Linked DNA regions of Sus scrofa: regions 1, 3, 4 and 5 are each linked to region 2. A link is a contact called in public HiChIP or PLAC-seq and promoter capture Hi-C data. All regions are on one chromosome and are shown on one strand. Each heading gives the region's core, a stretch centred on a gene start, on an enhancer-like site or on the middle of the called end of the contact. The rest is flanking DNA. Distances are from core to core; before and after follow the strand shown.

What was found. Promoter capture Hi-C pulls out the DNA fragments that hold promoters and counts their contacts. HiChIP or PLAC-seq counts read pairs in DNA pulled down with a chosen protein or histone mark.
Region 1: a promoter capture Hi-C map of liver shows a contact between it and region 2, with 4 times the contacts expected there. The contact joins the enhancer-like site here to the promoter of GNAQ in region 2. A contact is called at or near these places in 2 of 5 promoter capture datasets (fetal liver and liver), 5 of 47 Hi-C or Micro-C datasets (alveolar macrophages, embryonic fibroblasts, liver and 1 more) and 1 of 2 datasets of contacts at active chromatin or transcription factors (alveolar macrophages).
Region 3: a contact with region 2 is called in a promoter capture Hi-C map of fetal liver, with 2.6 times the contacts expected there. The contact joins the promoter of CEP78 here to the promoter of GNAQ in region 2. A contact is called at or near these places in 1 of 5 promoter capture datasets (fetal liver), 2 of 47 Hi-C or Micro-C datasets (heart right ventricle and liver) and 1 of 2 datasets of contacts at active chromatin or transcription factors (alveolar macrophages).
Region 4: a contact with region 2 is called in an H3K27ac HiChIP or PLAC-seq map of alveolar macrophages. The contact joins the enhancer-like site here to the promoter of GNAQ in region 2. A contact is called at or near these places in 1 of 5 promoter capture datasets (liver), 5 of 47 Hi-C or Micro-C datasets (brain, embryonic fibroblasts, fibroblasts and 2 more) and 2 of 2 datasets of contacts at active chromatin or transcription factors (alveolar macrophages and skeletal muscle).
Region 5: an H3K27ac HiChIP or PLAC-seq map of skeletal muscle shows a contact between it and region 2. The contact joins the enhancer-like site here to the promoter of GNAQ in region 2. A contact is called at or near these places in 1 of 5 promoter capture datasets (fetal liver), 6 of 47 Hi-C or Micro-C datasets (adipose tissue, brain, retroperitoneal adipose tissue and 2 more) and 2 of 2 datasets of contacts at active chromatin or transcription factors (alveolar macrophages and skeletal muscle).

The regions. Positions count from the first base shown.
Region 1 is chr1:230,749,868-230,754,851 of Sscrofa11.1, reverse strand. The region is part of intron 2 of GNAQ (G protein subunit alpha q); the gene reads left to right. Among named protein-coding and RNA genes, the nearest start is that of GNAQ, 150 kb to the left of the region's middle. Within about 2 kb of position 2,356, at least 7 of the 83 cell types and tissues checked have an H3K27ac peak or open chromatin away from gene starts, as enhancers often do. A contact at or near this core is called in fetal liver and liver, where this site is marked.
Region 2 is chr1:230,904,725-230,909,487 of Sscrofa11.1, reverse strand. GNAQ (G protein subunit alpha q) reads left to right here and starts at 2,500. Exons shown (of 7, transcript NM_001038623.1): 1 at 2,500-2,651. The coding sequence starts at 2,516.
Region 3 is chr1:231,078,557-231,083,165 of Sscrofa11.1, reverse strand. It overlaps CEP78 (centrosomal protein of 78 kDa), which reads right to left and starts at 2,009. Exons shown (of 15, transcript XM_005660172.3): 1 at 1,473-2,009. The coding sequence starts at 1,725. LOC102161253 (a long non-coding RNA gene) reads left to right here and starts at 2,064. Exons shown (of 3, transcript XR_301335.3): 1 at 2,064-2,130.
Region 4 is chr1:230,700,275-230,705,550 of Sscrofa11.1, reverse strand. The region is part of intron 2 of GNAQ (G protein subunit alpha q); the gene reads left to right. Among named protein-coding and RNA genes, the nearest start is that of GNA14, 160 kb to the right of the region's middle. Within about 2 kb of position 1,395, at least 17 of the 83 cell types and tissues checked have an H3K27ac peak or open chromatin away from gene starts, as enhancers often do. A contact at or near this core is called in alveolar macrophages, liver and skeletal muscle, where this site is marked.
Region 5 is chr1:230,724,016-230,728,681 of Sscrofa11.1, reverse strand. All of the region lies in intron 2 of GNAQ (G protein subunit alpha q), which reads left to right. Among named protein-coding and RNA genes, the nearest start is that of GNAQ, 180 kb to the left of the region's middle. Within about 2 kb of position 2,326, at least 20 of the 83 cell types and tissues checked have an H3K27ac peak or open chromatin away from gene starts, as enhancers often do. A contact at or near this core is called in adipose tissue, alveolar macrophages, retroperitoneal adipose tissue and 2 more, where this site is marked.

The DNA of each region.
Region 1 (4,984 bases), core at 1,107-3,606, 150 kb after region 2:
ATGGCTGTGGCTGAGGTGTAGGCCAGCAGCTACAGCTCTGATTAGACCCCTAGCCTGGGAACCTCCATAAGCAGTGGGCGCAGCCCTAAAAAGGCAAAAGCAAAAAAAAAAAAAAAAAAAAATTACAGTGGCAAAGAAAAGGGCACGGCAGAGGGGACTGTGCTGTTTGCAGGGCAGTTTAAGCCCATTTTCTCCTGCCCTTACCTCAGTGAAAGTATGTCATGCCTGTTGGATTAAGTAGAAAATGGGATCATGATGGATTCATGTGAAAATTTTTAATTAAACAATACTTTCGTTGTATCACACTGCTCCTCAGATAATAAGCTTCATTTGGGGAGGATAAACATTTATTACCCACCTGTTTCTTCCCATTTGGTAGAATCCCCTGCCTTGAAAAAAATAGTACAGCAGTCTCTCCACAAATGTACAGAGTTCGTGCTTAAAAATATATTAACGTGTCAGCTATCCATTCGGCTCCCGTTAAACTTGAATACATTTCAAGGTCCCTTGAAAAGAACAGATGGGCTTTTACCTGCTCTCATGGTCCTGTCTGATGTTGAAGGAGCTCTGAGACCACTGCATTTGGTATTCATGATGCTTAAACAAGTCTCATGAAAAGTCTCTACTAATAATACCCTCTTAATGACAGTCTCTGCGAAATGGAGTAGGGCATATAAACCAACTATATGAGAGTACAGACTCTTTGAATAGCTATCACAGTGTTCTTTGCAGAGAGTTGGTCAGAAACGTCAAGACAAACGTCAGAAGCATTATTCGATAGAGAAAAGTGTTACAGGGTCATTACCGCTACCCATTCATTCATGGGACTTTCTCATCATTCTTGGGAATGTCAGTATTGAAAATGGTTTGGTCATACGCTTCCAAGTAGGGTTTTGTTGGTTTTTTTTTTTTTTTTGGCTAGTATATTGAAAATAAATTAAGTTGAAAGGATTTATGGCACTTAATTTATAGTGTAATAGATGTGAAGATCTATTTTAATTGATTTTTCCTTAGTTACTCTGTGTGTAGAAATTTGGCCTTTTAAGGCTATATTTTGTGGTTAAGAGGTAATGAAAGTCAAGTGGAGGGTATTGCTTGAGGGTTGTCTAGCTCAACTTCTGCAGCTCTCTGCCGTTTTTTAATTGCTTTCACAGAGACTGGCCTGGAAGCCAGCTCACTGATTTATTACTGGATGACCTGGGGCAAGTCCCACTTTTTTCTTTTGTAGAGTAGGGATACTCATAACACTTACCTTATAGGGTTATTGGGAGGCTTGAAAGAGATAAGGATCAAGTGAGAATTAATGTCCAAAGCTTAGCCTGGCACCTAGTAAGCAGATCCCTGAAAACAATGGGTTTAGGGCAGTCCTGTCCAGGAGCTGTGTTTGCTTAGCCTCATTTTAGAGTTAAAACAGCAGCAACAACAACTGTAAGAGGTACCTTGCATTGAGAAGGGCACTGAGTGCTCGCACATTATCTTATTTGCTCTTCACAATCTCTATGAAACAAAGGCTTGTGGCTGTTCTGTAGGGTAGGTTGGCTAACTAATTTGACTAAACTCACCCAGTTCACCCTGTGGTTGGTGCTTAACATGTAACCCAGGCCTTTCTGAAGAGCCCTCTTCCTTAGTCAGTAGGTCACACTGCTGCCCCCGTTCTGGGTTCACCAGGGAGGAGACCAGACTCTGCCACCTGTGCCTATACTCACGTGGCCCTGCTCTCTGGTGTCCCCTGTCCGTTCTCTTTGACTGTTTTTAAAAGTCTGCAGTTATATACTATGTGTTTATAGGAAGGAGTATATAGAAGGTATACTTGTTTTTTAGTTTTAGGTATGATATAAAGTGGCTTTTAAAAATATGAAATAGGAAGTTCACGTTGTGGCTCAGAGGTAACAAGCCCGACTTGTATCCATGAAGATGTGGGTTTGATCCCTGGCCTCGCTGTGTGGGTTAATGATCTGGCGTTGCTGTGAGCTGTGGTGAAGGTCGAAGATGCGGCTCGGATCTGGTGTTGCTGTGTTGTGGTGTAGACCTGTGGCTACAGCTTCAATTTGACCCCTAGCCTGGGAACGTCCATATGCAGCTGACAAAAAAAAAAAAAAAAAAAAAAGATGAAATAACCCTGGTGGTATTGCAGGTATGGGTGGAATGTGGGTACCTGGATTTAGGGGAACTCTGCTCCCTATTACTCACTTCACTGTGTATAGATTTCTCTCTTCATCTTTTCCCCCTTTTCAGCCAAATCCTCCTCCCCTCTCCCCCTGAAAATAACAGTGGTGAGTTAAGTCAGTCAGTCTCCATGTGCGATGGACAGAGGTGGGAAGGTTGGGGTTAAAGTTCTTAGTTTATTTGGCTTCCCTGATGTTGAGTCACTCTCGCTTTGAGAGGTTCCTGTCCTCTGCATGATTGAAGTGTAAAGTGGTGCCTTCGGCTTGTGGCTTCTGTATTCTCCTTCTAATTACCAGGAAAAGGGTGACCACTTTATGAGTGCAGCCTCTGAGGCTCTTAATGGGCATGAACATTGCCTCTGATCAATGAAAGTGGACATCTTCCACGGTGTTTCCCCATTCCCAACAGCTCCATGGAGATATCATTTGCAGGAAGCAAATCCATAAAGTAATCAGCAGAAGAGCAGATGAACCCGTCTGAGGTGAACACTCAGGCTCTCAGACTCACAGCTTGTCAGCCTGACTGTGGCTCCTACCGTCTTTGGGGATAGTTAGCACAGCTGATTGTTGTGAGCCTCATGAAAAGTTAAATTGTATTTGTGGTGACTATTCTGACAGCAAAGATATGGGCTAATGTAACCTCTTGCCCTTTGACTGAAGGGATTCATATAGGCTGTGTAGAGGATTTAATTTCTGACACAAGTGGAAATAGTTCTAGATGTAGAGTAACCATTTTTTTTTTTTTTTTTAATTCGAGGAGTGTTAGTTATCTGAACAGTGATGAAATCATCTCTTATTTCCCTCCTTGGCCTAACATGAGAATTTGGTTGTCAGTAATCTCAGTCAGTCAAATAAATCACACTGGACATTAAACTTTAGATGGATTGCTTTGCCCAGCCACCCCGTATATAGTTAGAAACAGAACTTTCCAAAGTCCAGGGGGCTCTGAGGCCCAGGGGGAAAGCCTCCCGCCTCAAAGGCTGCCTCCAGCCTTGAACTGATCTGCTACTTTCTTTTGAGGCTCCTAGCAATGTCTTTTATTTGCAGATTCCCAAACTAGTGGGTTAAGATGGAATAGATTGAGGTCAAGCGGGCAGTAGGAGGAGGTGGGAGGAAGAGCATGTTGGAATCTGGGTCACTGTCCCAAGAGTTCATGGCTAGGCTAGAAATAGGTAGAAAGTTCCAGAGAAGATAAGTGAGACTCTAAAGACAGAGGCATTTTACCTTATTTATACATTTACCTAAGGCACGTCTGAGTCTAATACCCTGTGGAAGAGTGCTTAAGAAGAGGAAATGATGGAAGGCTTTAGACGAATTGTCTGAACTACTCCATGATGAAATCTGAACACAAATGCAAGAGATGCTTTCTGTCCTTAATTTGTTAGGTGCCCAGGGACAGAGCTGCCTTTGGATGGTTTGCATCCTCTTGCCTCCTGGGCCCAGAAGCAGAGCTTGTGGCTGCCTTCCGTTGTCTTCCTTCAGACATCTTTTCTTCTTCCCCACCTTCCTCCTCTTGGCCCTTCCTTCCTACCCCTTCCTTCATTCTTCTCAGGAAATGCCACTGAAATGAAAAAACCTGCCCACAAACTCCTAGATGCATTGTTTGTCGTAAGAGAAAAGCAACCTAGTGATTTGATTTCTACATATGCTTTCACTTGGGGGGAAATTTTCAACTCCTGAGAGCACTGCAAATAAATGAGCAGTAAACAGGCATCTCTGCCATTAGCCCTGTTAGAGAATACATAAGCATTTACTTCCCTTGGGGGCAAAGTCAAGCCTCAAAAAGGATAATAGATATAATAAGGTTTATTTCATATTTGTACCTAGTCATGAGTAGGCATCAGCTATTACACTTTTGCATGTGAAAACAGATAAAGACATTTCATTGTGAGGGCAAACGTCTGCTCACCACTGTTGCTGCCATTCCTTTTCTGTTCTTCAACCAACTTGAGCTAAGTGGGGTGTTTGAATATTGTAACATCCCCAAGATTAGACCCCCAATGGAGGAATACAAAACCACATTCAGTTGTACTTTCCAGTGTGTTCTTCCTTCCAGCAAGGCATGTTTGCTTACTGTTCCCTCCCTTCAGTGCCTTTGTGGGAGCAGGCTCATGACCTGGAATATCCTCTCACTCTCCTCTAAGCCTGATCTTCCTTCTACTAGATTCCATCTTGGATATTTTCTGTTCTCCTTTTGCATAGGTCCTTACCGCTGGGAGAGTGTGCTTGTCAGTTTGCACAACCCCTGGATATACTGTATTGCTTTCTGTGTGTACGTGGTCCATGCATGATACCACACCCATGTATGTTGTGTACTCTCCTTGGTACTACACAGAGGCTGAGAGGCTGTAAAAGCACAGGACCAGGCGTCAGAACCTATGAGTCTGTCTGTGTTCCATCTTGAATGTGTCTCCTTTTCACTGAGCATCAGTGTCCCCATCTGTGAAATGGGTCAAGTTTCTGGTCAAGAACTCAGTTTGCTAAAATGAGTTAAAATGCACTTTGTAATCTATACCTCATGTGACATAGACATATTGTAGTGTAAATTTACCAGAGTTGAAACAGTTTCTTGACACAATAGAGCTGTTTCATATATACATTTGGCAGATGGCAAATTCACCTTATACTTAGTGACCCCCTGAAGCTAAGCCTTGGCTTCCGTTGCCTCAGGGGAATTAAATCCACTGCTGAAATGCTATAAAAACAAAAGAAATTTTTTTTTTTTTGGCTTTTAGGCTTTTCAATAATTTAGATCCTGGTAGTTTAAGGGCAATTTTGACAGTGGTTTTTAGCAATTTTCACAGGTAATTTGACCATAT
Region 2 (4,763 bases), core at 1,251-3,750:
TTTGACTTTTCTGATGTTTTGTATCTTTCTGAAACTTATGTACACACATATATTAGAGAATGCAAACTTGTAACTGAATTTTTCCCTTGAAGCCACTTACAGTTTGGCATATCGAATTTCAATTTTTGATTTCATTAGTCACTTAATTTTAAATTTTAATTTCACAGCATTCCCATAAAAGGGATGAGGTTTGTCCTTTCTGCTCTCCTGGCCAAGGTGAAATTTAATTACCATCAGTTCTCCTTATCTGCAGGTTCTGCATCCTTGAATTTAACTAAGGGATAACTGCATTTTCTAGGCCAAATATCCTTTAAAAGGGGAGTCTAAAATACAGATCTTAGGTCTGGATGACTCATTTGATCTAAGTCCTGGCGGGTGAATCAGTAGAGGTAATGGCAAATGAAACAAGGAAGTCACACACCTGTCATCCAAGAATCCTATATGCGCTCTTGACCTGTAGCAATAGTAGAGTCATGCCTTTACTTTACATTCTGGGTCAGCGGGTTGCACTGGAGACATCTCAAAGTAAACATATAGTGTGAAAAAGGGATTCTCTTCTTAAGATGCAGTTTACTTTCAGTACCTCCAGCTCCATTTCCGCAGAAAGCAGAATGATTTCACCTCCTATAGCAATAGAATCTGAAAAAGCAAGGAGGTTTTTTTTTTTTTTGGCCATTTATCAGTCATATGTTACAACAAAATAAGCAAATAACATTTGGAAGTAAACTGCCTCAATTAAAAGTGGAAAAACAAAATACTAGAATGGAATTTTGCTGGAGCGATCCTGATTTTCTCACTTTTTTCTTTTTCTTTTATTTCACATTATTTTGCATTTTCCCAGACGGTATAAGACCATCTCGACCTAGAATGGTAAATTCGATCAATTGGCTGTTCAATATCGCGTGCCTTTTTAAAAAACAAGAGGAGAGCTTGTCAAAAACAAAACAAAACCAACTTCAATGGCTTGAAAAGTTGTACAGTATCAAGAGGCTCTTGGAAATTGGGCTGCTTCACTTTTTTATTCAAGATTTAGATTTCTATCTCCAGTAACTTCGTGGAATGTTTCTCCTATTAATCTTCCCCGTCCCTCTCCAAGAGCCAGTGACAATTCCTTCTTTCCTCCAGTAGCACTCCAAGATTGAATGTATTTTATTTTCTGTGATTGAACTGGGGGTCTGAGGTGACGCGAGATACTTTCTAACCAAATGGCGTTTTAGAAATAGGAACTGGAGAGAACAGTGAACTGGGCGAAGAGCCGCCCGGCAAAGCGGATCTGCGGGCGGGGGACGCGAGCGCCGCGGGCACCTTCAGAGTGCGGCCGGGTGTTCACAGCGCCGGCCGGTGCACGGGGCTCGCTGGGCTGAGTCCCGCGCCTTCCCGGTGGGGCCGCCGCCGCGTTCCGGGGCCGGTGGGCAGAAGGCGGGCGGAGGCCGCCATATTCCCGTTTTACCACGCCCGGGCGGTCGGCCGGCAGCTGCAGGTTGGCGGCGGCCCGGGCTGCGCCTCGGCGACCCGGCCCCGCCCCCCCGCCAGGGACTGCCTTGATCGCTGAGCCCGCGGGCCAGACCCCGGGCGCGGGAGCGGGAGGCGCCCGCAGAGTCCGAGGGGCCCGGTGCAGCCGCCGAGCGGCGCGAGCGAGGCGAGAGCCGCACTGGGAGGCGCGCCGTGTCGGCTGCGAGCCCAGGAAAGCCTTCCAGGAGGGGCCGGGAGGCACCGCCTCCCGCTCCCCTCCTCCCGCGCCCACTCCCTCCCTCCTCCTCCTCTTGCCGCCGCCGCCGCCGCCTCCCTCCCGGATCTGTGCTCTAGTTCAGAGAAGAAGAAAATGTGTGTGTGTGGCGAGGGGGAGGGCGAGCACTGAGCAGCAGCTCCGCGCCTGGCAATCGAGGCCGGGGGTGGGCGTCTGGCGGGGGCGGAGGCGGAGGCGGAGGAGCGCGCGGCGGCCGGGCGGGCCGGCTAGCCGGGTTTGCGCGCGAGCCGGGCGGTGGGCGCGGGCAGGGCCGAGGGCACCCGGGAGCCGTGTCAGGCAGCGGTGAGGAGCAGGCGCGCCAGGCGTGGGGAGCCGTCGGCGGCCGCTCGCTGCGGGGACGCCCCGGTGGATGTGCTCTCGCCGCCGGGCGCACGGCTTAGGGGAGCCTCGGCGGCGGCGGCGGCGGCGCGGGGGGCGAGGCGGGCCGCCCATTCCCGGGGAAGGAGGCGCGGGCGTCTGAGCGAGGCCGGGCGCGGCGGCCTTCCCTAGCGCGCCCCCCGAGCCAGCGCCCGCGGCCGCCTCCCGCGCCCGCCTCGCTCCTCCCGGCAGCCCGAGCCGCACGCTCCCGCCGCACCCCCGGCCCACCTGGTGGCCCCGGCCCTCGCCGCGGACCCCGCGGCGGTTCCCCGAGCTCGTCCAGGACGCGCGCCCGGGCGGCGGGGGCTCGGCGGCCACCGCTGCCTCGGGGGAGCGAGGGCGGGAGGGTGTGTGTGCGCGCTTGTTGAGCAGGGGGTGCCGGCGGGGCTGCAGCGGAGGCACTTTGGAAGAATGACTCTGGAGTCCATCATGGCGTGCTGCCTGAGCGAGGAGGCCAAGGAAGCCCGGAGGATCAACGACGAGATTGAGCGGCAGCTCCGCAGGGACAAGCGGGACGCCCGCCGAGAGCTCAAGTTGCTGCTGCTCGGTGAGTACTGCCTGGGCTGGCCGCCGCGGGCCCTCCCGCCGGGCCTCTGTGCCCCCTGCCCGCCACCCTCAGGCCCCGGGACCGCGGCCCCCGCCCCCGGGCGCCTGCGGCTCGCTCCGGCCCTCCCCGGGCGCGCCCCCGGACACTTCCCGCACTCGCGCGGGCGCGCACACGCCCGCGCGCGCGCGCAGAAGGGTAGGGGCTGCCCTGCCCAGGGCCTTGGCGTGTGCCTTTTGGTATCCCTGAGGGCTGTGCACTCGCGATGCGCGTTTATCTGCGGTGCATCTGCTACCTAGCAGATTGCTTCGGGGAGAGGCACGGTGGTGGGGTGGTGGGCTGAAGGATTGAACTTCCAGTGTCGTGGCCCTGGCGCCCGGTGGGGTGGTGGAGTTGGGGAGCTGTGTGTGTGTGGCCCCAGGGTGACGAGCGGAGCCAGGGCACGTTGTGGGATGGCGTGCAGTGGGGTAGCCTGTTTGCAGCCATTGTCAGTGCTTTGGGGGTCGAGAGGGAATGGTGGAACGGTGGGCACACTCGCGGCTGGATTCTCCAAGGAGTGATGTTGAGGGAGCCCAGTGGTTGGCTCTTCGAAGAAAGGGGCTTATGTATTGGGGCGGGGGGAGGCGGGGAGGCAAGCCCAGATGTGTCACACGAGTGCACCAGACCACCAAAAGGAGGGACCCAGAAGAGTTTCTTTATGGTGACAGGAATGTTTCTCCACCATTCTTTTCAGATAAAGATGAGGGGATATAGGAGATTGTGCGATGTGGTTGTTGACAGCGACGGGTATCTTTTGTTTAATGAGGCAACCCAGATGTAGGCCTGAATTCACAGTAGTTACTACTGAAAGCCAGTACAGCCTCTCAATTACTCCCATGGAAACAAATAGAAACCTTTTGTTTAAAACGGACAGGATTTTAATATCTTTGGAATCTGGGCTAGAAGGAAAACGGGAAGTGAACAGCAAAAATTTCTCTTTAATTTCTAAAAAATAACCCATCATTTTGTCCTAACACTAAGTTAGCAAGAAAATACCATTTCTCGTCTAGGAATTTTATTGATTATTATCTCTGAGAGAATGTTCAGAATCAACGTTCACATACAAATCAGGGCGACATAACTCTGAGCTATTGTGGTAGGAAGAACAAACAGCTTTGCAGTAACAGGCCTGAAAAATGTCTCTACTTGTGTTGTGGATATTTGCGTGTATAATAAATATGTTTCTCAGACATTTCTGGGAGAAAAGAATATTATATTGTCAATTCTGATTTGAGAAGCATGCATTTTCTTTCTTATCTTGAGCATTCCATCTCCTGGTTCAAGGAACCAATTGCCTTTGGGAAGGAACTGCTTATGTACTGGATTATTTACAAGAAGGAACAAAATATAATGATGACAAATAGTTACAAATGGTTAATTCACATGACATGTTTAATGTCTTCATTTTGAAAATGAGATTAGATAAATGTGCACATGTTTTTAAGGAACAGAAGGCAAACCCTGGATAAAAGGGGTGGGCTTTAGGGAATGAAGCCAGGGAAGGGGAAAAACTGCAATTGGAAAAGGAAGGTCTTTTTATTTTTAGTTTTATTCTCATTTTGAGCTACTTCTAATGGCTGAAAAGGTGTAGTTGATTGTTTTCTGTATTCTCAAGAATGAGAAGACAGGGCAAGAGAAATGTATAGAGTTGGTTAAGTGTATGATTAAGGGGAAAAGCATGTGTGACTTTAGAATGGTTTTTCTTTTGCCCTGTTTACTGTCTTTATTTGTTTCTGTTCAGCTGTGAATAGGGCGTTTGAGGTCTCAAGCCTACCCCATTGCTGAAATGTGGGTTCCTAACAGCTATGAGTTAGAGCTCAGGGGTTTGTCTGAGAGCCTAGGTTTGAATAGGAGGAGGGCTTTGGGGGAAATACCCATAGATGGATGCTTACTTACATATATACTGTGTATTTAAGTGACATATTGTGCTTTAAGTATTGAACTTGGAGATAATTTTATGAGGAAAAAATTAAAATAGTTTTACTCTTGAAGTAGTAGTGTGAAGAACTCCCCCCCATTAGATCTTTTGAGTAGGATTTAATACAGCCCCACCTCAGCTCCCTAATATGGCCTAGT
Region 3 (4,609 bases), core at 760-3,259, 170 kb before region 2:
TGGCTACTTTCAGCTTATAAATACAATCAAGTGTGTCCACTTAAAAAATATCTTTCAGACCTATGTTTGTTTTGGATCTTCTCTGTGTGTAACCTAAATCTCTCCCATGCCTTCATATACCTGTCTTCCCCAAGGCCCAAATCCGCACCTTGGGCCCAGACCTGTCTATCAGGCCCCTCTAAAGCATAGAAGATGAAGTAAGATCCTCTTCCCAACTCCAATCCCTCCCTACAGTGTTCTGCATCTTACACGATGCTGCTGCTGTTTACTGTCCTCCAAGCTTGCTGCCCTCTTTCTAACTGGTCATCAGGCCCCATTGCTTCTGTCTCTTTGATCTATGAAATCCAGTCCAAACTTATTATACCTCAATCTAGACTCTTAGATTACAATTCACTCAGCACCCAATCAACTGCCTTCCACATGAGGGTCAGAGTGAGCTTCTGAACCAACAAGTCCATCTCATTGTTCTTTAGTGTTTTCCATAGCTTTCAGGATAAATATCCAACCTTTTGACAGGACAAACAAGACCCTTTTCTGTTCGGTCCCAAGAGGTTTCCAGTATCAACTCTCACTTCTTTCTCAACCCCTGAGTTCCAATCCTGTAACTTTGTTTTGTCATATTTTCTTATATTTCTTAAACTCTGACAAACTGCTGCCTCCTGCCATCCCAGGAGCATCAACACATCCTTAGAATGGAGGACACTTCAAGAGGCCTATCCTGAACTTCCCCTTCTCTGTAGCACAAAAGCCCACTTCTTCCAGAGAAGTACTGTGCTTGTGTTTACTTGCTGCCCAGGAGAAGAGCAGACCCCCTAGGGCAGAAGCCTTGCCTCCAGAAGTGCTTAGTTCGGAATGAACTCATTCAAGTGCCACAATACTTTACATACATGACCTGCTTAATTCTAAGAACCCATGGAAAGAGTGGTTCTTAAAGCCATTTTACAAGTGTGGGGATTGTACTTCAAAAGCAACCTGCCCAGGCCACATAGAGTGTAAGCCCTGTAATTCAAACCCTAGGCTGCCCTCACACCTGTGTTCCCACTATATGATACGATTAAAATAATTTTTTTTTTCTGAGTCCCATCTTAATCAAAAGGATACGATGCCAGGATATATCAATTTCCTAACTGATTTGTTCTGTACCAGGCAAAGTCATGTAATAGGCCAGGTAGAATCTGGCCAATGCTTAACGATGCCCATACCAGGCCAAGTCATCAATAAATCAGGTAACATGCAGAACAATTAACGGAGCTCTAAATTGTGCTAAGTGTTCTACAAGCATTTATAGAGTGGGTCCTGTTAACCCCATGTTATAGATGAGAACACTGAGATCTAGAAGTCATATGGCACTCGGCCAGGGTCATCCAGGTGGTTGGAGACTTAGGCCCCACGCCTCGACTACTGTAAACACACCTGGGCACTGGGCACCGCGCGGACAACAACCAGGGCCCCTGGAAGCGGGAACTACAAACCTGTCTCGCCAAGCCATGGCTGGAAGAAGCTCTTGATACAGACCAGAGGCAGATCTTTATTATTCTTGAGGGTGCTCAGAAGCGGCGCCCAATCCGCCAAGCGGAGGCGGTCTGCGTTGAAGTCCAGTACGCCCTCCCGCAGAGAGGCGCGCACGGCGGGAACCGGCACCGAGTCCTGCAAAGCGCATAGGTACTCGTAGTGCGAGAAAAAGTCGGCGGCGCTGTCGCGACGAAGCTTCACCGAGTCGATCATGGCCCGAGCGCGGCCTGAAAGGTCGCCAGCGGCGGACACGCCGCCTGCCGTGGACCGGGGTCGCCACCCGGCCCTTGGGTGCCACCGCCCGGCGGCTGCTGCCCCTCAGCATGCGCAGCAGCAGCCAGAAGACGCAGGGCCCCGGGACCCAGCTAGGCCGACCCTTCTCTGCTGCGCTCCCGCGCCTCTTCCCGCCCGGCAACACTGGCCGTTAGCACCCTCCCCTAAGCACTCAGCCGAGGCGCGGTTCAAGCCAGCGGGCGGGTGCCCGCGAGGGCGGTCCTCGAAGACGTCAGCGCGCTCGCCGTACGTCAGCACGCAGACCCGGCCTCCCGTGGGGATGGGGCCTGAGGTGGAAGGCGGGAGCTTTGAGTCGTCAGCTTCGACGTGAGGGCGGTGCAAAAAGTAGGATTTGGGGGGATTTGGGTTTTACGAAAAGCGTTTACTGACTGGTTCGAATAAAAGTGGGGTATGGATATAGCCACGAATTTAAAGAGTTGTCTAGGATTCCCGTCGTGGTTCAGCGGGTTAAGAACACGACTTAGTATCCATGAGGATGTAGGTTGGGTCCCTGGCCTCGCCCACTGGGTTAAGGATTCCGCCTTTGCAGTGAGCTGTGGCGTAGATCGCAGAGGCAGCTGGATCTGGAGACTTGCTGTGGCTGTGGTGTAGGCGGCATCTGCAGCTCTAATTCCATCCCTAGTCTGGGAATTTCGAAATGCCGCAGGTGCAGTCTTAAAAGGAAAAAAAAAGTAATCTAAACCCCTAATGAATGTCTGTGCTTGCACCCCCCCAGGAGAGAGTACACTTCATAAGGGATACATGAACGACGAGCGAAAGTCATCTGGAGTCCATTAAGTCGTTCACGTCTGTGTTAATTTCTGCAAAGCACTTTAAACTGCTGTATTTCTCCTTACCTCACACAATTGTTGCCAAATGGTAGAGTGTTCCATACATTCAAGACATTATCGTGACTAGTAATAATCACTTGATGGTGTTTTTGACCTGATGATGATGCCTAACTACTACTTTCTGTCTCCCACTGTTTCAGTGTGATATCATTCAATTTTTCTAACAACTTCACAGAGAACTTACTGTTGAATGTCCACTGTACAAAAGAGAAAATGAGGCACAGGAAGTGGAAGAACTCAGACAGCTGGTGTTTAATTTAACAAGGAGGCCTTTAGATTGAGATGGCTGTAATGCTGTTGCAGCCTATGTAAGCCAAGGAAAATCTAAGCTTGTAAATGCCTCAGGGTTACAAAATTGAATGCTAAAGACAGCCAGTCACAAACCAAAAGTAGGCTTTAAGCTATAGCAAATCAGTAAAATTTCCTTGCTTTACTTCTGCCCTTTTTAAATAAAAAGTTCTATGCAGGTCCTGTGGGTGGAGCACTCCTAACCACTTCCAGTTTGGTGCTGCCCTGAAATGAATCTGTTTTGCTTAAATAAACTCTTAACATTTTAAATATACCTCTCTTTATTTTTAATGTTGGCCTTAAGACTTGGATACACTTCCTAGAACAATGGTAGTCCTCAGGTCAGTTATGTTTACAGCATTCCTCCTCTACCTACTGCAGTTCTGGATACTCCCACCCCACTACCAGGGCACACACATGCTACACTACACTAAAATTTCCTAGATGTGGTCAGGAATGACTTTTACAAGCAACAGGCTCAAATTATAATATAGCGAACACTCCTCTATCCTCCAACCAGCTTGTGAAATGAAACATTACCTTTCCTGTTGAAGAACCCAGGGTAACCACTTTCCCCATCACAACCACTCCCCAGCTGACCCTGGGTAACCATTCTTCAGAACTTAGTATTCATCACTGCAATGTATGTCTTTATATTTATGCTACATTTGTAAGTATTCCTAAACAGCATGTAACATTCTACTATGTGTTCTTTTGCTACTTGCTTTACTTAGTGTTTTCTTGGCTAGGTTCATCCATGCTGACATGTAAAGATCTGTCTAGTTCACGTACTTTCCTTGCTATATAGGAGTGCCATGTAGGAAAACAAAATGATTTGTGTGTTTTCCTGTTGATAGAAATTTAAATTGTTTCCAATTTTCAGGGGGTTTTTTTGGTTTTTTTGTAGTTGTTGGTTTTTTTGTTTGTTTGTTTGTTTGTTTTTTTGGTCTTTTTAGGGCCGCACCCATTGCATGTAGAAGTTCCCAAGTTAGGGGTCTAATCAGAGCTGCAGTAGCAAGGCAGGATCTGAGCCTCGTCTGTGACCTAGAGCATGGCTCATGACAAGGCTAGATCCTTCACCACTAAGCAGGATCAGGGACCAGGGATCAAACCCACATCCTCATGGATATTAGTCAGGTTCATTACCACTGAGCCACCACAGGAACTCCAGTATGATTTCTTTTTTAAAAATGTATATGCACTTTTAAAGGTTACTTTCCATTTACAGTTATTACAAAATATTGGCTGTATTTCCTATGTTGTACAGTGCATTCCTAAGCCTATCTTATACCCAGTAGTTTGTATTTCCCACTCCCCCACTCCTATATTGCCCCTCCTCCCCTTCTTACTGGTAACTACTAGTTTATTCTCTGCATCACTAAGTCTGCTTCTTTTTTTGTTACATCTACTAGTTTGTGGTATTTTTTTAGATTTTAAATATAGGTAATATCGTACAGTATTTGTCTTTAACTTATTTCACTTAGCATAATGCCCTCCAAATCCATCCATGTTGCTGCAAATGGCAAAATTTCATTATTTTTTTATGGCTGAGTGTTATTCCATTGTATTTATATATCACATTTTCTTTATCCATTCATCTGTTGGTGGATACTTAGGATGCTTCTGTATTTTGGCACTTGTAAATAGTACTGCTATGAACATTGAGTTACATCTGTCTTTTTGAA
Region 4 (5,276 bases), core at 146-2,645, 200 kb after region 2:
CTATGCAGGGTGCACAAAAAATGAAGCAATAGCTATTAATCTGTTAATTTCCCTAGCAGAAAGAAATCTTCACAAACAACTGCTTGTTTGCTTTTACCCTTCTTTTAACTCATGGAATCAAGGTGAAGCTTTTGATAGTTCATTCTGAATGCAGTGCTTGATGGTACATAGTGTCGTGGCAAAACATTTATTAAATTAAGAATCCTATGGAGTGGAAATGAACTTGGAATTAGTTATGACTCACATGTAAGTCATAATTGTGTTCACACAAGCTGTGATAATCTGCCAGTCTTGAGTTTTGTCTCCTAAAAGTACCTGTGAAAGAATATTATGAACTGATAAATGAGATCGTTCCTTTGAAAATATTTGAACTGAAATATTTACATATTTACATTTGAAAAAATAATAGAGTTAAGAATACCTTCCATTTATCAGAATAATTTTGGGCTTACCAAGTATTTCAACCCCTAAAAGAGAGAATATTTTTCAGTTAAAAATATTAAAGTTTATAGAGAAGGACCCAGTTGATAATGTTAGAATTTGAAATTTGTTAACCTGAAGTGGTAAGTGCAATTTTGAGGAATATTATAGACAAATTTATGAAATAATTAAATATATAATATATCCATATTGAAAAAGAATATAGTCTTCTGAAAAATGTCAAGGATATGATATTAGAAACACACATTGCTAAGAATATAACTAAAATCATGAATGTATCAAGAAAAATTCTTATTTTTTTGTTTATGTGAAAGTAATAGCCCTTTTCATACTCAAGTGTCATGTATAGACTAGAAACTATATTCTACCCTCACTAGAAAATTACCAGTTTTTAGGAGTTCCCATTGTGGCTCAGTGGGTTACGAAACTGACTAGTATACATGAGGACTTATGTTCGATCCCCAGCCTCACTCACTGGGTTAAGGATCCGGTGTTGCCATGAACTGTGGTGTACGTCACAGATGCAGCTCAGATCCCATGTTTCTGTGGCTGTGGCTGTGGCATAGGCCGGCGGCTACAGCTCCAGTTCAACACCTAGCCTGGGAACTTCCATATGCCTTGGGTGCGGCTCTAAAAAGCAAAAAAAGAAAAAAAATTACCAGTTGCTCAACATGTGTCCAAATAATTATTTGTAGTGTTCCTTAAAATTCGAGTCCTTCCTCACAGTGACAAATTAAGTAGTTTGCTGTTTACTCTCCCAAAATGCCATGGGTTCTCTTATTTACCATACTTTCTTCCTGCTCAGATTCTAGATGTTACATTACTCTTCTTCATACTGCTGTTGATTCTTTTTACATTCTTACCACTGGAACAGTTTCTTGCCTAAAGAGGTATATAAACAAGTGTTCTAGGAAGTTTCTTTTCTTCTGCAAAGTTCTGTAGCTGTGAGCCTTTCACTTTCAGTTCTCTTGAACACAATTTCTAAAGCTGCAGTGGTCAGGTTTCACATTGAATGTCCTAGAAAGACCCTGAGATTCCTCAGTACATCTGGGCCTCGCTTCATTAAGGAGCTTGTTGTTTTAGGGTTTCTTTCTTTCTTCCTTTCTTTCTTTTTTTCTTTATTTGAATGTCGACCAAGCTGAGCAAGGGACCCTTCTTGATCTGTTTTTCCTATTGTCAAACAAAATAAAATTCCAAACCAGCAGCAGCACACTCCCCTGTCTAATATGATTGTAGGAGCCCAGACAAAATGGCTAAAGTGATTATGTTTTTCCTAAGACGTAATATCAGGAAATGAACCGCATGCAAAATGTGAACTCAAAAATGAGGATGATTTGAATCTATAAAGCAGGCATTAGCCTATTATGCCAGCGTGTGGGACAATCAGTGAGTTAGTTGTTTTGCTTGTGTAAAATCAGTCCCCACTTGGTAGTTGGGAGTCTCAGTCTCTAGTCAGTGCTTTTCAAAGTGTGATTCAGGAGAACACGAGTCGCATTAACTGATCTAAATGCTACCGTGGTCAGACATGTTTGGGAAATACAGTAATGTTGCCACCCTTACCCTTTGCTCATGGATTCCTAACACTATTATCTTATTAAAGGTTCAGAGTTCTGCAGCTCAGAATCATTCTCTATAGTTATCTCTTTGGCTCTAAAACCCACTTCTCAAAGAAACAGCCATTTAAATCCCAAGTAATTAATGGTCCTCAAATATTCTTTGAAAGCAGCCATATTAGTACCTGATTCTTTTGAATCTTAATAATTATGTATGTCTTTAAAAGAATCTTCTTTTCTAATTTCCTTATTACTGTGACCTCGAATAAACTCTTTGAAAACAAATGGTTTTGGAGTTCCCTTCGTGGCACAGTGGAAACAAATCCGACTAGGAACCATGAGGTTGTGGGTTTGATCCCTGGGCTCACTCATTGGGTTAAGGATCCAGTGTTGCTGTGAGCTGTGGTGTAGGTTGCAGATGCGGCTTGTATCTGGCATTTCTGTGACTGTGGTATAGGCTGGCAGCTATAGCTTCAATTAAACCCCTAGCCTGTGAACCTCCGTTTGCCACGGGTGTGGCCCTAAAAAGACAAAAAAGAAAGAAAGAAAGAAAGAAAAGAAATGGTTTTTTTGGCATTCACAATATGTATGTGTACCTATATGCGTATATATATTTATATGTATACGTATATACGTGTATACACACACATACACCCATAATATATTACCATCAAGATCATGAAGATAATGAGTAGCATTTCAAAGAGTATACACTTTAGTTCATCCCAAGATTGTGTAGACCTGAGGGCAAGATTCTTCATAATGGAACCATGTAATTACGTCAGTCAACAGACTCTGGAACTGCTTGGTGTGTGTTATACAGTGATGCATCAAGCTCTGACCTGCAGTGTCATTAATATGATAATTATGACATGGCCTCCAGACATGAAAAAGGAAAATAATAAGCAAAAGAACTAAATAGAAGAATATTTGCGTGAAAATTATAGTGGTAGAGCCAAGAAAGAGATGGAGTTTTTAAAAGAAAAAGAACATTTTAAATAATAAATAAGAAGTATTTTCTACATTGAAGAAGGCATCCGCTGTGTGTTAGAATAAGCAAATATAGCTTATACTGAAGCAAAAGCAAAAAAAGAAATGAGTTTCCAGCAAATGTTTTTGGGAAAGGAATTGTGCCTTATAGTCATTGATTACCTTGGTGAGTGCCGTGATAGAGATTAAAAGTAAAACTCTAACCATAGGAAGGCAAATTTAATAGTAATAACAAATCAATTTGTGAAGTCTTAAAGTAGAATAATATGTGATAGTTTAATTTTCTTATCTAGTATTTTGCTATCTGGAACATTTTATTTTATCAGTATCTAGTGTCTTGTTTGACACATGGCAGAAAAGTTTTGTTTTGAATTGTTTGTCTTTTTAGGGCCACACCTGTGGCATATGGATATTCCCAGGCTAGGAATCGAATTGGAGCTATAGCTGCCAGCCTACACCACAGCTACAGCAACACAGAATCTGAGCCATGTCTGCGACCTACACTACAGCTCACAGCAACGACAGATCCTTAACCCACTGAGCAAGAGGGATCAAACCATGTCCTCATGGATTTTAGTCATGATAGAAGCTCCCGAAAAGTATTTGTTGAAATAATTAATATTCATTAATGGTACTTTTCACATACCAGAAGATTTCATAATAATTATTATTTCATATAATTAGGTATTTTTTACTAACAACCCTTATAAGTTTCCTGACAGCCCTAGAAGGAATCCTTTCTCTTGTTTCATAAATGAGGTAGCTGTGGTTCAGGAAAGTTGAGAGACTAGCCTACAGACACAGGGCTGGCATGTGTCAGTTATAATTGAAGCCTGGTTTGATTTCAAGCAGTTGTTCCCAGTCTTCCTCTTTGCTACTTTGGTTCTCGGCAATACTCAGTAAGAGAGATTCAGTATAGTCAACCCTCTGTATCAGCAGATTCAACCAATGAAGAGAGACAGTATTCCAGTGGGGAGGGGGGATTCCACAAAGTTCCAAAAAATCAAAACTTAAATTTGCTATACCCCGGCTTCTATTTACAAGGCATTTACATTGCATTAGGTATTGTAAATAATCTAGAGATGATTTAAAGTATATGGGAGGGAGTTCCTGTTGTGGCTCAGTGGTAACAAGCCCAACTAGCATTCATGAGGATGCAGGTTTGATCCCTGGTCTCAGTCAGTGGGTTAAGGATCCAGCATTGATGTGAGCTGCTGTGTAGGTCACAGATGTGGCTTGGATGCGGAGTTGCTGTGGCATAGGCCAGCAGCTGCGGCTCCGATTCGACCCTTAGCCTGGGAACTTCCATATGCTGCATGTGTGACCTTAAATAAATAAATAAATAAATAAATAAAGTATATGGGAGGATGTGTGTAGGTTATATGCAAATACTATGACATTTTATAGAAGGGACTTAAGCATCTGCGAACACCTGGCTGTTTCTCCTTGTGATACCAGGGTGAAGAGGGACATGGGTGCTTAGCAAAGGAGAATTAGAAGTTCTCTAGAACTGAAAGATTCCACACCTAGGATTCATAATCTTCATCAGGGGCTGAAAAGGCTGTGTCATGTAGTAATTTGTGGTTTTGCTGAGCCATGAGTTCAGTCGTAAGTGTGGAGAGGCTCTTCTGTGGGAATGGATCACTTGCTACGTGAGCCCAGCCAGCAGCGGCCCAGTGTGACTTTGCTCTTTGTTATTTATGCAGTAATGCCCATAAGAAAATGCTGCATCCGCAGCTGTCACTCCATGTACAGTGCATCTTAGTGAAGGTCAGCTGTTGAAGTTGTGATGAGAGGCAGTCTAAGAAGTGACAGTTCTTGCCCAGATTTTGGGTAGGAAGTTTTAAGGTGTGTTTACAAATTTGAGGCCACATAGAGCTCCATTATCCAGGATTATCTCCAGAATGTTGTTTCCCCTGTAAGCAAATAAAGGGGCATAATTTGCCTACGGTCACAGTAAGGGTGTGCACCAAGTTTTAAGTTTTCTATGCTATTTTCCTTCTCTTTTGCATTTTAAACAGTTATCAGCTTTGGGTGTTAGGCTCTGCCTTTAAGTGTTCAGTTCTGTCATTTCACCAGTCTAAATAAGTGCTGTTGTTACCACCATTTAACAGGATAGGAAACAGAGGTTTAGAGATGGTAACCAGCTTGCCTGAGATCATGCTCTACTAGTACCGGTGGCATTAGAATGAAATGCCCACATGGAAATAAGCACCCAGGGGTGGGGGAGAAGAAGATGTGCACCTCAGTTCAGGATATAAACAACTCAGGCAGCAGTTCGGACTGCTTCTC
Region 5 (4,666 bases), core at 1,077-3,576, 180 kb after region 2:
TTGAGCAATGGAGGGCACGTAGGAGTTTTGAAAACTGGGCTGAGGGCATGCAAGGCAAAGAAACCCTGAAGAGGGAAAGCGTGGCAGTATGAATGGGCTTGCCAGGCTTGGGGAACTGAGAGGGGTCCCCTTGGTTATGATTAATGGCAAGGAGTGGGAGCTGAGAGAACCAGCAAGTTCCTGGGGTTGACATAGGAAATTCTTTGTCCTGTAGAAATTGGGGAGCCAGGATGGGCGGTGGAGGATATGGAATAGGTGAGTTACGTGATGGGGCTTGTGCTCATGGGAAATGATCTGGTAGCCGTGTGGAGGATGGATTTCAGAGAGCTCCCCAAATGCAGGAAGAGTACAGAAGCTGTTGCTGCAGTCCACGTAGGAGAGAATGAGGTCCAGATCCAAGGCAGTGGCGGGGTGTGGGGCTGGAGTTGGGGAAACAGCTTGAGAGGTGGGGAAGCAGTAGATTGAGTCCAGGAGGCAGAGAGGAGCCAAGATTGTCCATAGTTCCTGGCTGAGGTGACTAGGTAAGAGAGAGTGCCATAAACTGACAGATGAGCAAGAGGAAGATCACCTTTAGGAGGCTGGGAAACCTGTCGAGAGGTGGTTGAGGGACATGTTGGGTAGAAGGTGACTACGGACATGGGAGGGGAGCTGCCTAGCAGACATTTGGAAGTGCTGGCTGGAAAGGTAAGGGGCTACTGGCATTCTGGTAGAAGGGAATGTAGTATCAGCAAATCACAGACAAACCCAGTTTGAGACAGAGCAGCCCGTATTATCAAATACTGAAAAGAAGACAAGGGAAAAACTGAAAAGGGCCCCTTGAACTTGATCATCTTGGCCAGTGCTGTGAGTTATAACAGACTGGTGCTAAAGGGCAGAAGACAGGTGGAGAAGCCAATAGAGGTAACGATTTTAATTCAGTTTTGGGGAAGAAACAGAAAGAACCAGAAGATAAGTGAAGAAGGGGAGTCATGGTTAAACCAAGTTTCGAATTTTCAACACCACATGGCTACTCATTGAACTCCCCACCCCAGTGAGGAGGCTTTGCCTGTAGCTTAGAAATTGCAGTATACTATGAAGCATCTACAGCTTCTTGTAAAGGACTAGTCATTATTTCTAAATAATTACATTTTTAAAATGGTTTTAAGATGCTTGTTTTGAGAATCATTTCTTAATTCAGCCATCCCTGCAATGAGATATTATGTTCCTTTCTAGAAAGCCCCTGGGAGGCATCCGTCATCCTCTTCCACAGTTAAATAAGTGATGTCCTTTGCTGTCGACTCGAGTCAGGGGGGTGCTGTCCTGTGACTCATGAATTCTCATTCATAGCGTGTTGAGCAATGCACTTAGTACGAGTGCCTAATAAAGCTTGCCGAGGATGTTGTCACCGAACTCAGATTTTCCTCAATGGGGCTGGATTCTGGTCACCACACATTCCTCATGCCACGCTCTGAGGCACTTCTCAATGAGACATTTGTCCTTTTTTCCCTTTATCATGTCTAAAATGGTATATTCTCTAACGTATTGAGTTTTGCTGCCGAATATTTATCTCTAGTCCTAAGTTGGATTTTCGGTGTTATTGGAGTTCTTTCATCTTTCTTTTTCCCCAAAAAAACCCCTCAGAAGGTCTTCTGTGCCTGGTGCCCCTCTAGACTGCCTTAAAGGGAACTAGAAGCCCTTCCTAGAGCATCTTATGATGCAGACGTTGGCTCTGACAAGAGACCAGTGCCACATCCCTCAGAAGGGCAGAGGCTCTCTCAGTTCCTTGTTCCTACCACACTAATTAATTGTCTTCTCAGAAGGCAATGAGACCAATTGTTCCAGTGTCGCCTTGGCCAAACCGACTCTGGGATAAAAGTATCGAACTGACAGCTCTCCTGTAGTTGGCCAGGAATCTGTATCCCAGCAGCCTGTTGGAGGAATCCAGCCAGTTCAGGGTTTGATTTGCTGCCCCAGAGATGCCAGCAGTGGAGTTACTTAAGAGAGTTGCACCCTAAGACTCTAGTGAAAAGACTTGAAGGTATGTGACCATGGTTGGAATTTAGACCCATGAAAGGGTGTGATTTGCTTGGGAAATGGACATTGTCCTATTTAAAGTGGGCCTGTAGTCCTTGGCACATCATCGAACTCAAAATCTTTCTTCTTGGATCTACTTGGAACTTAAATGAGGAGGAGGAACGTGATGTTAATATTTGAAAAAGCTCTGTGAAAGCTGGACACGTTGAAGAAAGAAATAGGATTAGATTTTTGGCAGTGGCTTTACAATGGCCCTAAGGAGACCGGCACAGGAAGGGCCGTTATTACTGCTCCATCTGGAGACAGTAAAGCAAAAAAGCACTTAACCTGATTTGAATAAGGCTCCACATGGCTAGTATCAAGTCCAGGACATCCAGCGAGTGTATGTTTCCTAACATGTAAAATGATACAGGCTTTCAGGGCCAGAAGCTGACATGTTGCAGCCCTTTACCCAGGTCAGGCTGCTGCTAGTACAGGGAGTGCCTTTGTGCAAATGAAAACAGGCACCTGCTTACAATAAGATGCTTCTTCCTGGCTGAAGGGGGCACACAGCTGGGTGGGCAGAATACTGGAAGGACGTCAGGCCCCAGGTTCATCCCACCACACACACCCCTTTTGCGCAAGGCTCAACATACACAGCCTGCTGTGGAGGGCTGAGACAGGCATCTGTCTTGACAGAGGACTAGTGCTCATGTATGTGCAACCAATTGAATAAAATCTTTTATCTCCCCACTCATTTTTTTCCCAACCTAAAAACACAAAAGTTCATCCCTTAAAGAATTGTGAGTGCCCCACCTTCCCAGTATTCTCAAGGAACTCCATTCTTTGAGCCATTTTTCTGTCTGTGCACATACACCACCCGCCCTTCCTCTCTGATTCTGCTGCAGCAAATGGGAAGGCAGCAACTTACCCACAGGACGAGGTCTTGGAAGCTGTCGTTTCCTCTTCCATCCCCTCCAGGCCATTCCCAGCATGTTTTTCATGGCACTGGCAACAGGAAGGCACATTGAATAGCAGCGCTGAAAAGGCACTTTGTTGTTTATGTTATTACTGTGGGTTTGTCTCTGCCTAATAATTAGCACTTCCGGATTTTTGAACTTATTTGCCAAAATATTTGCAGGGCTTTCGTGAACAAATAAGGGATGTTTCTAGACATAAATGACCACTGCCTTGCAGACTGAGCGAACTCCTGGCCCTCAGAGTTTGGGAAAAAGGGTGGATTTGCTCAGGGAAAGATCAGCCTAGTAAGGGAAAAACTTCCTTAGTCATTAGCTGGTGTTGGTGGTGTCTGAACAACTGCCTTCAGGCAGGTTGAAGTAGCCCAGCATTCCTTGCAGTCCAGGACAGGTCATTGCCAAAGACTGGTGCGTCTATGGGTTTTGGTGACCAAAGCCTGGTCTGAATTCCATCAAAGTTCATGGGCTCAGTTTCCTCCTCTGTGACACAATAATACTGTTTGCCTAGTCTAGCTCACAAAGTTGGGATTGAAGAAAATGTGGAAAATAATGTATATACAAGTGCTTTACTAATTCTGAAGCACTCGAACCACGTTATTTCTATTAGGCTGTAAGGATACTATTGTCCACAGGAGGATTAACCAAGGAGAGAGAGCCTTTGTCCCTGTATTTAGGCTAAAAGGGACATGTACTTTATCCCTGCTGCATATGTATAGGAGAGACAGTAAGAAGATAAACAGTCCAGCCACCTCCCCGCCCCCCACCCCTGCAAATGTGGCATTTTTTCATTCTTTTTCTTAGCTGTCAACATGGTTTTAGTAATATTCTGTCAGTCAACAGAGTGACAATACATTTGTGAGCCACGTTTCCCTGTAGAGCTCCTGATATGTGATCCTCTTTAGGTCTTTGAGCACATTGTGGCTGTGCCTCATTTCCTAAAGGATGGTCCACGTGGATGTGATGCTCACAGAGAGCACCAGCCTCCTTTTCTGCCTCTGCCCATCTATAGGCTTGCTTAGCCATGCCTCTCTTTAAGCTGCTCTAACATGGTTCCCATTCAAGGCAAGCAGCTCTTTCTTTAGTGGATGATGATGTTCTGTTAGGATCTTTCTGTCCACACTAGCCTAGGCCCTTCAGATCCTTGGTCTCCATGTACTAGTCCCTCCAAAGAACCACTCTTTCTAGCAAGGTAACTTCCCGTGCCCATTGCTGTCCATCCATCCCTCATTGTTTACACCTTGTAAAAGTTTGCAGGAAGGATACCAGCTTCTTTCAGTGTTTCTGGGTAGGAGGGGATTGTTTCTGACTATAAAGAGCTGGCTAGGAGCCTGAGAGGGAAGGATTGCAGAGGGTGGATACAAGCTGTACAATTATGTGGTGAACTGGAAGTTTTTCCCTTGAGTAACTTTAGGGGTTCATGTGAGGACGTAACTCCTGCTCAGATGAAACCGCTTTTTAAAATAATGTCCGCAAAGGAATTGGGTAAGTTTTCCAATGTTTTCTGTGTGTATTTACCAAATTAATCTACATCTCTTCTTGATGCCAGATGGATTGTAAGGAATTTCCATGATTCCATCTCAAGTATATAATGAAATTACCCATTGAAGGAATCTACTACCAGAGAATTATGTTTAAAAGGAAGGCCCAGCCCCACTTTAGCTTCTACAGTCGCTTCTGACATTTGCCACTGACATTAC